2 separate regions of the Hordeum vulgare genome follow, and region 1 is linked to region 2. The links are chromatin contacts, called in public Hi-C maps. All regions are on one chromosome and are shown on one strand. The core of a region is the stretch at or near the end of the contact, and the rest is flanking DNA. Distances in the headings are between cores, read along the strand shown.

Evidence for each region. A called contact is a pair of places that touch in the nucleus more often than the background predicts.
Region 1: a Hi-C map of leaf shows a contact between it and region 2, with 2.6 times the contacts expected there. The contact joins the promoter of LOC123409988 here to the promoter of LOC123410222 in region 2. A contact is called at or near these places in 3 of 6 Hi-C or Micro-C datasets (leaf and seedling) and 1 of 1 datasets of contacts at active chromatin or transcription factors (embryo).

What each region holds. Positions count from the first base shown.
Region 1 is chr7H:399,414,620-399,422,364 of MorexV3_pseudomolecules_assembly, reverse strand. LOC123409988 (lysine-specific histone demethylase 1 homolog 2) reads right to left here and starts at 2,527. Exons shown (of 2, transcript XM_045102859.1): 1 at 916-2,527. The coding sequence starts at 2,467.
Region 2 is chr7H:399,216,735-399,224,537 of MorexV3_pseudomolecules_assembly, reverse strand. It overlaps LOC123410222 (beta-glucuronosyltransferase GlcAT14B-like), which reads left to right and starts at 4,423. Exons shown (of 5, transcript XM_045103129.1): 1 at 4,423-4,633; 2 at 4,729-5,496; 3 at 6,067-6,142; 4 at 6,260-6,375; 5 at 7,222-7,803. The coding sequence starts at 4,830. The coding sequence ends at 7,787.

The sequences.
Region 1 (7,745 bases), core at 1,278-3,777, 200 kb before region 2:
CATTTGATAAGCTAATCCAGAAATGACCAATGCAAGCATCTGTGCTTATAGGTAGCTAGATACTCCCCCACAACTCACAAACAACCATATAAGCATAAATGCTTAAGGACCAATTCTTAACTTTTCACATATTGTCTGCCCACGTGTCGTGCCAAAACAAATGTTAAGCACCTATACCTAGGAGCATTGAAGATGCTGTAATTGGAAACTCCCCTAACAGGAAGCAGGTAATGGCTCCTAACAAATGACATCCATACTCTAGACAATTGATTGCACCTCCTAATAAGTCCAAAAAAATTGTTTTATTACTATATAAATCACAATTCAAATCAAGACAAAAACGACATTTCAATGGAACGGTGTGGTGACAATGATTACAACATAATCACACGCACTACTTGTTCTACTCCCTCCGTTCCTAAATATAAGGCTCTTTAGAGATTTTAATGCGGACTACATACGGAGCAAAATGAGTGAATCTACAATCTAAGATACGTCTATATACATCCGTATGTAGCCTGTATTGAAATCTCTAAAAGGACTTATATTTACAAACGGAGGGAGTACTGTTTAATCCTGGTCTTAAATCACCACCTATCCCACCAAGGAATAGAGTGTGAAGCAGGTATACAGCATTCATGTGTTTCAAAACTAATTTTTCATACGGATTAACAAAATATACACATCATTTTGAAGCTTCCACTCAAAATTATCTTGCCTCTCTCTTGCTCATCGCACTTTGTTTAGTGTTTACTCAAACACAAGTGCAATGAGCAACACGCATTCATGTATTTTTTGAAATGGCTTTCCGCATATTGTTACAAATAGATGATCTAACTCCCAACGTTCATCGAAGATTTTTACTAAACTTATGATAACACCATGACCATGGTTGTTAATTTTAGTGGTGATTACCTCGAAGAATGCCAAGTACCCGATGAAGTGTGACAACAGGATCAACCTTTTCAAACTCCAAAGCAGCCTCTCCCGCCACAAGTGCAACAAGTACTGCGCCACCAGAGACAGTATGGTAGCTGTAGAAGAGAAAGAATTCCCCACGCTTGCTGGTCTCCTTATTCAAACACCCAAATGTGTCGATTTCCTCATCCCAAAATACAGATGGGAACACCATAGCCACTTTGTTCAACAAACCGAACCCCAACCTCTGGATCGCTCCAAGCTTGTTTTCAGGTAACTGTGGGTCAAACACAATGCTCCCACTCTTGAGCACACCAAGCGGAACAGTGCAGAGCGCCATGTCCGCCTGAAAAACCTGCCCTCCTTCCACCGTGATGCTCACGCCATCTACTCCATGTTCAATACGCTTCACCGTCTTCTCATACAACACTGGTACACCATCACATAACGCGTGTACGAGCCTCGAATTCCCTCCAGCCAAGAAGCAATGATCTCCACCCATCTCAAACTGGTCGTCCTGGTCCCAGTACGCCAGAGAGAGCTCCGATAAGCAACCAGCATTGGAGAACTCAAGGTTTGCCAGATGCCAGTCCAGAACCTCCCTCTCTTCCTCGCTTTTGGCCGCATTGTACAACCTTCTCAGCCTTTCGATCGCTTCCCCTAGCGAGATCCCCTCTGCGGCTTCCTTGAGAGACTCCCGCAGCCTAGTGGCGTGGTCAAGAAGCGTATTGAACACCAAATCGATACTTCTATCTAGTCTGGTGCCCACGGTCCGGCCGTCAGTGTGGTACAGTGGGCAGCGGTCACGCACCTTGTGGAGAGGAATCCCGAGCTGGCGGGCGAGCACGCCTAGCGGGTTGGCGTGGATGCCAGTGATGACGCTCCCGCCAAGCTCAACGGCGGCCTGCCCCCCGCCTAGGCGGGAGGTGTAAACGCGGCCGCCAGGGCGGGCGCGGCCCTCCAGGACGAGCACGCGGAGGCCGAATCGAAGAAGCTGCCGCGCGGCAGCGAGCCCGGCGAGGCCAGCACCGATGACGAGGACCGAAGCGGCTGGGACATGGAGCGCGTCGGCGGGAGGGGATGCGGGGAAGGTAGCCGAGACACCGAAGTTGATGTGGCCCTCTCGGGTGAGGAAGCCGTGCGCGGCGGCGACTAGGTGGTCGTAGCTCGAGGCCACGGTCTCGAGCACACGCGCGCGGGGGAGCGGCACCCGCGGGTCGGCGCGCCAGGAGGCGAGGATGTGGTTGCGGACGACGATGTAGTCGTTGGGGGCGGCGGCGTCGGGGTCCGCGAGGATGGCCTCCTCGGCGGGGAGTAGGGCGTCGATGGGGAAGCCCAGGGAGAGCGCAATGAGCGCCTCTGTCTCCGTCTCGCGCTGGCGCTCCTCCGGGGAGAGGCGGCGCAGGCGCCGGATGCGCCGCGACGGGGAGTTCCCAAGGTAAGCCTGCAGCTCGGTGTCGACCAGCGACTCGTCGTACGAACCCGGACGCGCCGACGCCGCACGGCGCGGGCGGCCCGGCGGCGGCGGCGGCGGCGGCGACGGCGACATCGCCGGGAAGGGTCGTGTGGGGGGTTGGGGTTTGGGATTGCTCGGCTCCGCCAGTTTGGGCTTTCGGGGGAGAAGGTGGGTGGGAATTGGGGGAAAATGACTTTATTGCGTTTCACTGACAGGCAGGCCCAGCCGTCGCAATAACCCAAGAGGGCCAAGGTGCGCGTGCGGGCTTAAGCCGAAAGAGGAGGATGACGTGGGCCGGCGGCCTGCTGTCAGTTTAAGGGTGGTTCATATTCTGTGAGGTGAGTAAAAGGAGGTTGACTTTCCTGTAAAGTTGCCTTCATGTCATGTGTCCCCACCGTTCGGTTATACGAGAATGGAGTCCTGACGTGGGAAGAGAAAAAGACGGAACACGGAAGCGGCAGCGTGTCATCGGTGTACGTTAAGGGCCTGTTTGAGACTACTCCACTTCAAAAAATTCAGCTTCACTCCATCAACTTTATTTTAGAGCAGTTTCATCAAGGAGTTGTAGCTCTACCTTGAAGCAGTTTTATACTGTTTGGCTTGCAGCTAGCTCCAACTTTAAAAACAGTAGTATTTGATGGAAATAGTTTATTCTGCCCTTATTTTTTATGCGTAATGTTTTGACGGCCCAATATTTATGCGCCTTGAGATATTTTTTAAAGTCTTGTAGATCTATCATAAAATTTAAGTGAACTATAAATGGCAACTATAAAAAGATGGCATAAGATTTAAGTGAACTATTGTAAAATGATGTGAACTATTGCGATACATAATTAAAAAGATCAACATGAATGTCCAACGATACAATTGTTCTACTCCCTCGAAGAAAAAAAAATGCAAATAAAACCCGAACCATCTTGAACAGTAGAAATCTAGTTCCAACCATCGGCAATAGCGGTGGCTAACTCATTACGGAATGTATCCATAGTCGGAGCATCCGGTTCCGTTGTAGATCTATCAGAGGCAGCAACAAATTTGTTATACCTGTTCGGTATTGTAGGCACATAATGAGGATCACGGTCGAACCGAGAAAAGTCCAAGTCTTCGCTGTTATGCTCACGAATAAAGTTGTGAAGGACCATAGTAGCAACAACGATCATTTTTTGCTTGAACATCGGGTACGGTCGCATCATATACAAAATCTGCCACTTCATTTTTAGCACTCCAAATGATCGCTCAATGACATTGCGGATAGATGAATGGACTCGGTTGAATTTTTCCGTTGGAGTTTTTGGCTCCATACCTCTACGCCATTCTGGCATATGATACTTCTCACCCTTATAAGGAGCTAGGTATCCCGGACGATTGGGATATCCCGCATCAACAACATAATATTTGCCTATAAAAGAAGGAAATGATATCATCTATTTCTTGTACAAACATTTGATATTTAAACAATTAGTGAATTGTATGATCATATGCTAAAATGTTACCTTTTGGAGGGTGTGGGAAGAACCTTTCATCAACACTTATTGCATTGTATAACACACTAGTGTCATCCATAGCTCCTGGTTGCCCCCACACACATAAGTGAATAGCATGTCAAAGTCACAAATTGGAAGAACATTTTGAGTCGGTATCCCTGATTTCCCAATTGCAGCTCAGCTCGGGCTCGCCCCTTCCTTTCTGGTCGTTCCCCTCTGCTCTCTTCTCCCCTCCCCCTCCACCTGGATCCGGTAACTGCGGTTGTGACGGTCAGCGCGGCAGTGAGGCAAAGGAGCGGCGTTGCCGGCGGGTACGAAGGGAGTGAGGACCCGCGCATCATCGTCGCACTCCATGGCCACCGACGACCGAGAGCTCAGGTTCGTGTTATAGATGTGTTGCTTCTTCGCGGAAATGGGTTCATTCAAGATGAGAGAGGGTGGAGGACCTATGGTGTGTGTGGATCTGGCTCATCGGAGTTGCCTTGTAGGAGGGGTGGTAGTGATGATTGGGGTTGGGGTTGAGCTCGTCAAGGATCTCGCGCCCGCAGTGGCTTCATGACAAAAATTCGGCGTCCACCGGGTGTTGCAGCATCTACTAGAACTCCATGTTTAGAGGGTGGGGGGACTGGTCTGGTGGTGGTCGTTAGAGTTTTCACATAGAAAGTTGTAGCTAAAGTTTTAGGAACCCTAAGGAACTTGTAGTCATTATGATCATGTTGTTGGTGTTCTTGAGGAGTGAAATGGAACCAATAGTGGCAATGCAGCATAACTCATACATTTTAGTCAAAATTTTGGTTAGCCTGAATTTTGTGTTTTTTTGTTAGCTTGAATTTTTAGCGTGTACTTGTAGACTTCTTGTTTTGCTATCTTCACGTACATTTATCACATTTCCCATTAAATACACATTAATTTTTTTGTTGCAATAGTCATGTTAAATTTGGTTTGTTATTGAGTCTGAGTTAAATAGTCATGTTGCAATAGTCATGCTTATTCAGATTAAGTGAAATTAGTGGAGTAACTCTTATAAGGATGTAGTGTAGGTGTTAGAACTATGTTTTTTGTGCTGCAATAGGATTTTTTTTCAATTTTAGTGTTTTTATAACTTTGTTTCTGTTCTTTCTTCTGTATTGCAGAATGGACGACGACGAATGTCCTGCTGCTGATGGGTCATTCTCAACACGTTTATCACCATCCGCTTGCGCCAGATTGCGGATCTTCAGTCAAAAAAAGGAAGCTATATGCAAAGGCAGCTTTGGATCCATCTTGAATATCAACTCTTTTTATGTACCCGTCAATCTGCTGGATTGGGTAGTCATGAAAATTGATCCAGAGAAGGCGTTGCTTAGGTATGCAACTCAAACAGATCCCTCTTGAATATCATATTTTCCTACCTTTTGTTGCAATAGGTTTTGTTTCTTATAGGCTTAGTTGTTTTATCTACTTGCTGCAGTCACAAAAGGAACTCCATATTGTTTACAAAGGACATGGTGTGAAAAAAAATCAATGTACCTTCTGGGTCAAGGTCATTGGAGTTGTTGAAGAGGAATGAGCCACACATGTTGCGTGAACCCTATCGAGTAGGGTTGAGGGCCCCAACGAGGCGCACTATCGAAGTGCTTAAGGGTGCAGATGTTCTTGAGGTTGTTACTATAAACAGGACCTGGGTACTATTGTGTATTGCTCTCGTGCTATGTCCTGGTACTGGCAACATGGTTCCTCTAGAGTATCTTGCGAGCTTGGTTGACATGGACAAGATCAATGAGTTTTCTTGGGATGAGCATTTCTTGGTTGCCGCACTGAATGAGGTCAAGAAGTATTAAAAGAAGAGGAATGAAGGGAAAACTGCCTTCTGGATTGACGGTTGTGTGCCAATGTTTGTGTATGGCCCATGGGCTTGCTGCTTTCTCTATTTCCTTTCATTTATTTCACTCTAGTATCTGTCTATAACAGGTTGGCTCACAAATGTCATTTTTGTGGTTTGTTCACATAATTTACATGGACTTTGTCGAGGTGCCTCATTTGCTGGTTTCTGAGCATAGAATTGAGTACTCTCTCCCAAGGGCTTGCTTCGCTTGCAACGACGATTTTAAGTTGATAGAAGAAATTGATAGGAATAAGCTAAGCCTTGATAAGAAAGAATTTGGAAAACGGAATGTAAGAGCTCATTCTCCTTCTATTTTTCATATTTCGTTCTTTTTGTTTGTTGCCTTATTGATATGCCTTATTTATACGGTGGTTCAACCCTATATGCCCTGGTTTTTGCAGCTTCGTCGTTTGGTGGAGACGTCGAACTTACAGCTAGAGGGCTGCAATGAAGCTCATCGTGAGAACAACAATTTTGTTGGTGCAGATGCACACATCCATGATACCAAGCAACCCACCCATGGATGGATGCGAAATTCGTGGTGATGTGTGTGGCTCTCAGGATGAGTGGTTGCATCCACTGCCTTCAAGTCAAGAATTGGAGGTAAGCACACTTTTACATGACATTTTTATCATTTATTTTCAGCAAATAATAGTTGCAATGCTTAGTTATTTCTTTTGTTGTGTGTGCCTACTTTCATTGTTGGGGGAAAGCTAAAAACTTCTCTGGTTCATTTGCTTTTCTCGAAGCTGATCCCAAGCCACATGATACCAATATATGATAAGCACAAGAAGTTGCATGCAATAGAAGTGAAGAATGTTTTAAAATCGTTTTGCAAGGTTCTGCAATCAATGTTTTGTAAGCCTGTGGCATCTATTTTGATCGAAGCTAACACCACTGCAACAAGCACCAATGATGATATCCCAGAAGATGTTACATTTCATGCTCCAGTCGGCAAATGTAGCAGGTGCAGATCACACCAGGCCCCCTCCACACGAGCCATGAAGCTCACATGAGTCCTGTAGCACAAGAAGTGGAGGTTGATAGGGAAGTTGCAGGTTGTTCCAACACCAACCAGAATGAAGCCCATCAGGAAATTTGTTTGGATAAAATGTAGAGTTGTGATGATCAAGGGATGGAAGATGTGCAACCAGGACATGATATTGGGGAACGGGAGAAGTCGGTAGTTGCTGAAGATGTGGTGGGATATTTGAAAGATCCATAGGTTGCTGATGAGGGTTAGAGTTTGATTCTGTCATAGGGTATGGTGGTTGCATTGCAAGGACTTGCCATGGAACTCGATGATGGTCCATCAATGAGCCCGTTCTGTAACGTCTAAGATGTGGCACTTTCCTTATTTGAGGGTGAGGCCTCAAAAGGGGAAAGAGTCGCATCTAAGTGTTTCGCAAGCAGGATAAACATTGCAATACATAATAGATGGAAGAGTAATAAGATTTGGCTTACACTCGCCACAAGCTAAATTACAGATCCACACCGTCATTCATTATTCAAATAGAAAACAGGGTCCGACTACGAACAAGATAAACGACAAAAGCTAATGCTATCCCGCCTTGCTAGGCCCACGATCACGACCAAGTGCCTCTAGTCCTCGGGGTACGTCACGTACAGCAGGCCATTGTCCTCATCAAACTCCCACTTCAAGTGGGTATCCTCAGAAGCATCTGTATCTGGCGTGCCTCTACATGTGGTTGGTTGTAGTAATCTCTGAGCCATAGGGACTCAACAATCTCATGACCTTGGTATCAGATCAAACTAAGTCTTTAGGTGAGGATGGGGTATGTGTTTGAGTTTGTAGCAACCTAAGCATTTATGGTGGCTAACTTACGTTGAACAAGAATTAAAGATATAGTGGTCTACCCATGACGGCCGTGAACTAAGAATAATCACTAAGTGATCCCGAACACCTACTTACATCATTCATAACCCCACCGTGTTCTCGATCAGAGAAGGAACTCTGAAGGAATCAATCATGGTTCGCACACAGTTGATAGGTTTTAATTAA
Region 2 (7,803 bases), core at 3,174-5,673:
GACGATCGAATCTCGGGTGAGTAACTTACTGATGGACAAAGGGAATAGTATACGGGATTAACTGAATCCTTGACATAGCGGTTCGACCGATAAAGATCTTCGTAGAATATGTAGGAGCCAATATGGGAATCCAGGCCCCGATATTGGTTATTGCGCGGAGAGTGTCTCGATCATGTCTGCATAGTTCTCGAACCCGCATGATCTGCACACTTAAGGTTCGATGACGTTTTGGTATAGTTGACTTATGTATGTTGGTGACTGAAGGTTGTTCGGAGTCCCGGATGAGATCCCGGACATCACGAGGAGTTCCGGAATGGTTCGGAGACAAAGATTGATGTATAGGAAGAGGGTATTTGGGCTCCAGAATGGTTTCAAGCATTTTCGGTAGTGTATCGGGAATGACGAATGGGTTCTGGGGGTCCATCTGGAGAAGTCCACCCACCCGAGGGGCCACATGGGGCTAAGAGGTGGCGCACCAGCCCGTAGTGGGCTGGGCAGCCAGCCCCTAAAGGCCCTTGCGCCAAAGAGGTGGGAGGAGGCCAAGTGGGGAGGGAATCCTACTAGGAGTAGGACTCCACCTCCCTTGGTGTAGGAGGATTCCTCCTTTTGGGTTCGGTCGACCAACCCTAGGGGAAACCCTAGGGCGCCACCCCTTCCCCCTGCCTCCTATATATACTAGAGGGGAGAGAGGGCAGCCAACACACAATCTAAGGCGCAGCCCCTCTCCCTCCGTTTAGTTCGTTCTTCCTCTAGATTAGGTTCGGTAGTGCATGGCGAAGCCGTGCTGGATCAGCTCCACCACCATCGCCGCCACACCATTAGGCTATTAGAGAATTCTTGCTGGATCAAGACAATGGAGATTGTCATCGAGCTGCACGTGTGCTGAACGCGGAGGTGCCGTCCGTTAGGCACTAGATCGTGATTGGATTGCGGGACCACCTATGATTTGGATCGCGAAGACGTTTGACTACATCAACCACATTTCTTAACGCTTCCCTCTTAGCAATCTACAAGGGTATGTGGATCCGATCTCTCCTCACGTAGATGGTCATCACCAGGGATAGATCTTATGTGTGCGTAGGAAACTTTTGTCTCCCATGCTACGTTCCCCAACAGAAAGACATTATAAAGATGAAGAATTTGAGGCAACCTAATTTCCATTTTTATTTTGCATTTTAAACCAAACTTGTGATAAACAAGATGCTAAAATATTCAATTGCAAGATCTAAATATATACCCTGCAAGCACTCACCTCCCCCGCAACGGCGCCAAAAATATCTTGATGTCTACTATGTAACTTTATTTTTGTAGACTATGTTGGGCCTCCAAGCACATAGTTTTGTTGTATAGTAGCAAAATTCCCTCAAGTGGATGACCTAAGGTTTATCAATCCACGAGAGGAGTAGGATGAAGGTGGTCTCTCTCAAACAACCCCGCAATCAAATTCAAGAAATCTCTTGTGTCCCCGACACACCCAATACAATGGACAATAGTATAGGTGCATTAGTTCGACGAAGAGATGGTGATACAAGTGTAGTATGGATAGTATAAATAGGTTTTTGTAATCTGAAATTATAAAAACAGCAAGGTAGCAAGTAGTTAAAGTGAGCACAAATGACATTGCAATGCTTAGAAACAAGGCCTAGGGTTCATACTTTCACTAGTGCAATCTCTCACTAGTGCTAACATAACCGAATCATATAACCACGCCTCAACATGCGACAAAGAATCACTCCAAAGTTCTTATTAATAGCAAAGAACATACGATGAAATTGTTGTAGGTAGCAAACCACCTCAAAGTTATCCTTTATGAGTAATCTATTAATCTATCCCTATAAGGGTCACAAACAATCCTAGAATTCATACTACAATAACACCGAACAATTTTAGATTCCTCATACTCGATCCAACACAAAGAACTTCAAAGAGTACCCCAAAGTTTTTATCGGGGAAAGTAGGATGAAAACCTATATCAACCTATGTGCCTACATTAACCCATTATCACCTCGGTAATCCGCAAGTTGATTACCAAAACATACATAAGTGACTCAACAGAATACCCCGTTGTCACCACAGGTATCCACGTGCAAGACATACATCAAGTGTTATGAAATCTAAAATATTCAATCTAACATAACAAAACCTCAAAGGGAAAGACTAAATTCATCACATCAAGATAGAGAGGGAAGAACACCATACGATCCAACTTATTAAAAAAGCTCGTGATACATCAAGATTGTGCCAAATCAAGAACACGAGAGAGAGAGAGAGAGAGAGAGAGAGAGAGAGAGATCAAACAAATAACTACTGGTACGTACCCTCAGCCCTGAGGGTGAACTACCCCCTACTAGTCATGGAGACCACCGAGATGATGAAGATGGCCTGTGATAATGACCCCTTTGGCAGGGCACTTCAAAAGGGCTCCAGATGGGATTGCTTCCGAATAGAGGCTTGCGGAGACAGAGCGGAAGTTCTCGGGTTGTTTATGGACTTTCTATATTTAGGAATTTTCATCATCGGTTTCACGCCAGGGGTGCATGAGGGACCGACGTGCTCAGGGTGCGCGCTCTTGGGGGGACCCAGGCTTGTGACTCCCCCGACAATCCTATGGTACATCTCCAAGTCTCCGTGGGTCTTTTCTGGTCCATGAAAAAATACCATAAAATTTCGTGGAAAATTTGGACTTTGTTTGGTATGAATATTTTGCAAAACAAAAAATAGCCAGAAAATAGAAACTGGCACTAGCACTAGGTCAATAGGTTAGTTTCCAACAATCATATAAAAGTGCACCAAAATCATGTAGAACTCAGATAAATATTGCATGAATACTTCATAAATTGTTGGTACATTGGAGACGTAGCAGTTCAGTAGTGCCATCTCTCTCGAAAGTAGAATAATGAAGGGTAAAAAAATTATTGTTGGGTAATTGAACAAACTATGCATTGTTGTAAACATCATTCATGGCTTAATAATTGCATAGGCATTACGTTGGTAATAAGTAGAGCATTAAGCTTACTTGCGTCTATTACTATTACTTCACTCTAAGACTACTATCTAGCATGCATATGAAAGTATTAAGTTCATAATAAATAGAGTAACACAATAATCAAGATGACATAATGTACACCAAGTAAGACCAGTCAATATGATCAAACCCCATTTTTATCCTTAAGTAGCAACCACACAAATACGCACCCTTTTCCTTCCTGTCACTCGACAGGGTCACCGCAAGGTTGATCCTACTACAAAGCACCTCTACCGTAGAAGATAAATCAATCAAACTTGATCAAATTAGACACGTAGATCGGAAAGAAATAGAAATCTATAAAATTAGGCAAATATGAAGGCTAAAGAACTCAAAATATCTCTATGAATAATCTGATTATAAATCCACAATTTATTGGATCCCAACCAACACATCGCAAAATATTACATCCGACTGATCTTAGAGAAGATCATTATATTGAAAATCAAAATAGAGAGAGCAAGCAATCTAGCTATTGTATGGACCCGTAGGTCCTTTAGGAATTACTCAAACATCATCATGGAAGCAACAAGGTTGATGAAGATGGCCTCACCAATGATTTTCCCTCTCCACATAGTATCGATAAAGGACTCCAGAAGGGGTTGCGGTGGAACAGAGGCTTTCGGCGACAATAAATTGTTTCGGGTCTTGCTTCGAGGGTTCCTGAATATTTTAGGAATTTATAGGCCAAAAATAAAGTCAAACGGATCACGAGGGGACCACAAGCCTCCCTGACACACCTACCCCCTAGGGTGCACCCCACTTGTTTGTGGCCCCTCGCGGGTCTTCTTGCCTCCTCCCAAAGCTTCTAGGATCTACTGTAAATCATCAAAAGTCATATCATGTTTGGTTTCGGTAAGTATGGTTTTGCGAAACAAAAATATGCAGAAAACAAGAACTGACACTTGACACTAAATTAACCGCTCAGTCCATAAAATAATATAAAATAACATCTATAATATAAAAATGTAATAATATAATATCCCCCTCCATATCACACTATATGACGTGTTTAGGCTAAATTACCCTACAAAATCATATATTTCGATATAGAGACATATATCCTACAATCAATTAAGATGATTGTCCAATAATATGCTATGTGTATAATCATCTAGTTCTATTTGTGCTGGTTATGGCCGTATTTATTTAAAAAAAAATTCCAGTTCTTGAACTACATACTTGATGGGTATTTTTGTTAATAAAATACCTGCGTACATCATTTTGATGTAAAAGCCGGTGTAATTATTCTAAAAAAATGAATTTATCTTTTTCGTAAATTTCTACGTAAAAATTCATGTGTGCCGTGTCTCACAGTCCTGAGGCTTTTCTTATGGTGAAAATGAAAACCTCGTGTTGCCCTACTAAAAAGATGAAAAAAAGGAAAATCTCGTCTTGCGCTCCTCCTCCTCGATAGAAAAAAAAAGAAAGAGAGGAAAATGTGGTGTTGCCAGTGCTGTACGCTGCCGAGCTCAACCACTCCAGCCTGCTGCTCCGACCAAAGCGTGGAGACGGACGGAGCTACCAATTTGGATCCCTCAGGCCGGTTTCTCGCAGGAGGCAGCGTACGGCGGTGACGCGGCACCCGGCGGGGTCACGGGAGCGCAGGTATGCCGATTTAGGAATTGGGGATTTGTTGAAGTGTGAAGGATGGCTAGAAATTGGAGTCTACTCACTGTTCTTGACGTGATTTGCGAATGTAGGTGCGCAAGCTAGAGCGATTCCGGAAGCACAGCCTTGAATTTGGAGTCGTGCGCGCCCCCCCTTCATCGGTGCGGTGTCCTAGTTGAATGCGTACGAGCAAATGAGGAAGAGCTGTGGCCTCAACTCCGGTCCCGGGAGGCCCTTCAACGACCGCCGGTGGCTGCTCCCCTTCATCGCGAGCCTCCTCGTGTCGGTCACCCTCTTCCTGGCCGCCGCCTGCGGCCTCTTCTCACCGCCCTACTTGGCCGGCGACGACGCCTTCCTATTTGACGTCGTCTCGTTCACCGACTGGGACGACGGAGGCTCACCGTCGCAGCGGGACAGCAGCCAGTCAGTGGAACCCGAGGCAAAGGACCGGCTGCTGGACGACAACGACAACCCCGACAACGCCGCCGTGAACTCTGACGACTCCGACGCCGAGCCGCCCAGGCTGGCGTACCTCCTCGAGGGCACCAAGGGCGACGGCCTGCGGATGCGGAGGGTGCTGCAGGCGATATACCACCCGCGCAACCAGTACATCCTGCACTTGGATCTGGAGGCGCCGCCACGGGAGAGGATTGACCTGGCCATGTACGTCAAGGGGGACCCGATGTTCAGCCAGGTCGGGAATGTGCGGGTGATCGCCAAGGGCAACCTGGTCACGTACAAGGGGCCGACGATGGTCGCCTGCACGCTCCACGCCGTGGCGATCCTCCTCAAGGAAGGCTTGGAGTGGGACTGGTTCATCAACCTCAGCGCCTCAGATTATCCCCTCATGACGCAAGATGGTTAGTGCTCTTGTTCAACATTTCCAGTTTTATTATCCTGCAATTGAGCAACTAAATGGAAGGTGGAGCTGCATTCTCATGATTGGCAAACACAAACCAGCCAATGTGATAACATGGCAATTTCCTTGATTTACCTGCCGAGACTTTACTCCTGTTGTCTGAGATGTTGCACTGCGGAATGGGTTGGGTAACAATATCATGTCATAAGATTGAAATCATTCATGCCATGTGGGCATCGGGGGCATATATGTCGCAATTCCGCTGCAGCCTGGACTAGCATAACTAGATATCTTCTGCATTATCATCACTTGTGCAGAGGATAGACTCCTCATTGAGTAAAGATTGTAAGTGTCGCGAAGCATCACTTTCGTAGATACCTAGAGGATAGAGGCCATGGATAAGTTATAGGGGGTGAAGTGCCAGTGTGCAGTGCTCGTTTAAAATTTTACTAAATCAACAGCAACTACTGATGGCAGTGTACTTGTAGTGTGAGCTGACAGTATCTCTGTGCTGATATACTTAATTTATTGCATACTCCATGAGTAGTTAACTGCTATTATTTCTGTACAGATATACTTCATGTTTTCTCGTCTTTGCCAAGAAATCTTAATTTTATAGAGCACATGCAAATATCTGGATGGAAAAGGTACATTTTCTTAATGGTGTAAACACTTGTATTTTGATTCACGTTAATTTTCTCTAGCTCTGTTTATCCTTCGCAAACTACTTTGGCTTTTCTGATGTTTGTGTGCTTTCATCACAGGATCCAAAGAGCAAAACCCATAGTTCTGGACCCAGGGCTTTATCTGTCAAAAAAGTTTGACCTTTCTACGACTACTGAGCGGCGAGAACTGCCAACATCTTTCAAATTATATACTGGTAGGACCTGCGTTCTGATTTCATTATTGACAATTCTACATTTCTACCCATAAACCAGTACATTTGTGTGGCAGCCGGCATACATGCGGCCTTTGAGAACCACTTGCTTAAATTTATTCAATTATGCTCTTAATTTTTACACTTGCTATAGGCTCTTAGTTCAAGTTGTACCTTTTGCATAAAGAAGAACAGCGGCTATTTCTGTTTGTTGTATTGGCATATCAGTCTGGAGGTATTGTGGTCAAAAGTATTTGAAACAAGCGGAAATGCAATTCGGCTCCCGGTAGCACGTGCTCCTGCCCATGAAAAATGAATTCTAATAAGTCAGAAAAATTCCAACAAAAATATTACGTGTTCTTTGTCACATCCAAATGCTACCTGACAAGTTTTAGGTAAAAAGGTTAAGCATTTTGGCCTGTGCAAAAAAAACAAAACAAATTAAATATCAATTGTTACCCCAAAATGTCACACCCAAATTTGTTTTTTTCACCGACGAAACACCAGTGCTCCGTTTCACATGAAAATTGTCAAGCATGTTTGAGACAGTAACACAAACATTTACAATAAATTTCAGTTTTTTTTTAAAACATTTACTATTATTTTTCGGGGTACTGCTCATCCGGGTGTAAATGCACCCGGGAGCCAAAACACCTCTCCCGGGATACATACTGAATTAATAGTACTATGGAAAAACAAAAGTTTTTGTGTATAATGTAAGGATGTGAATATGTGCAACTTTATAACTGGTGGTCATGCTGTCTGTTGAGTGTTAAATCATGTTTTCTTGTTGATAAGACACTTCCTAGTGCATCTTAACATGACAGCCCTCTCTGTTGTGATCGTCAGGTTCTGCTTGGATAATGCTCACGAAATCCTTCCTGGAGTACTGCATATGGGGTTGGGATAATCTCCCACGTACCCTCCTGATGTACTATGTCAACTTCATCTCCTCACCAGAAGGTTATTTCCATACTGTGATCTGCAACTCTGATGAGTTTCAGGGCACTGCAGTTGGTCATGACCTGCACTACATTGCCTGGGACTACCCTGCAAAACAGCATCCACTGACCCTCTCCATGAAGGACTTAAACAACATGGTCAAGAGTGGCGCGCCCTTTGCGCGGAAGTTTCCAAAGGAAGACAAGGTCTTGGACAGGATCGACCGTGAGCTTCTGCACCGCTCTGAAGGCCAGTTCACTCCTGGGGCATGGTGTAATGGGAGCTCTGAGGGAGGGGCTGACCCTTGCTTGTCTAGGAAGGAAGACTCTGTTTTAGAGCCTGGTCCAGGCGCTGACAGGCTGCGTGGCTTGATGAAGAAGGTGCTGTCATGGGATTACCGCAACGGCAGCTGCTCGACTCTCTCATACGATCAAACAAAGAGAGACTGGTATGTTCCCAGAAGTAAAGGATAATTTTGATTGCCTGCTT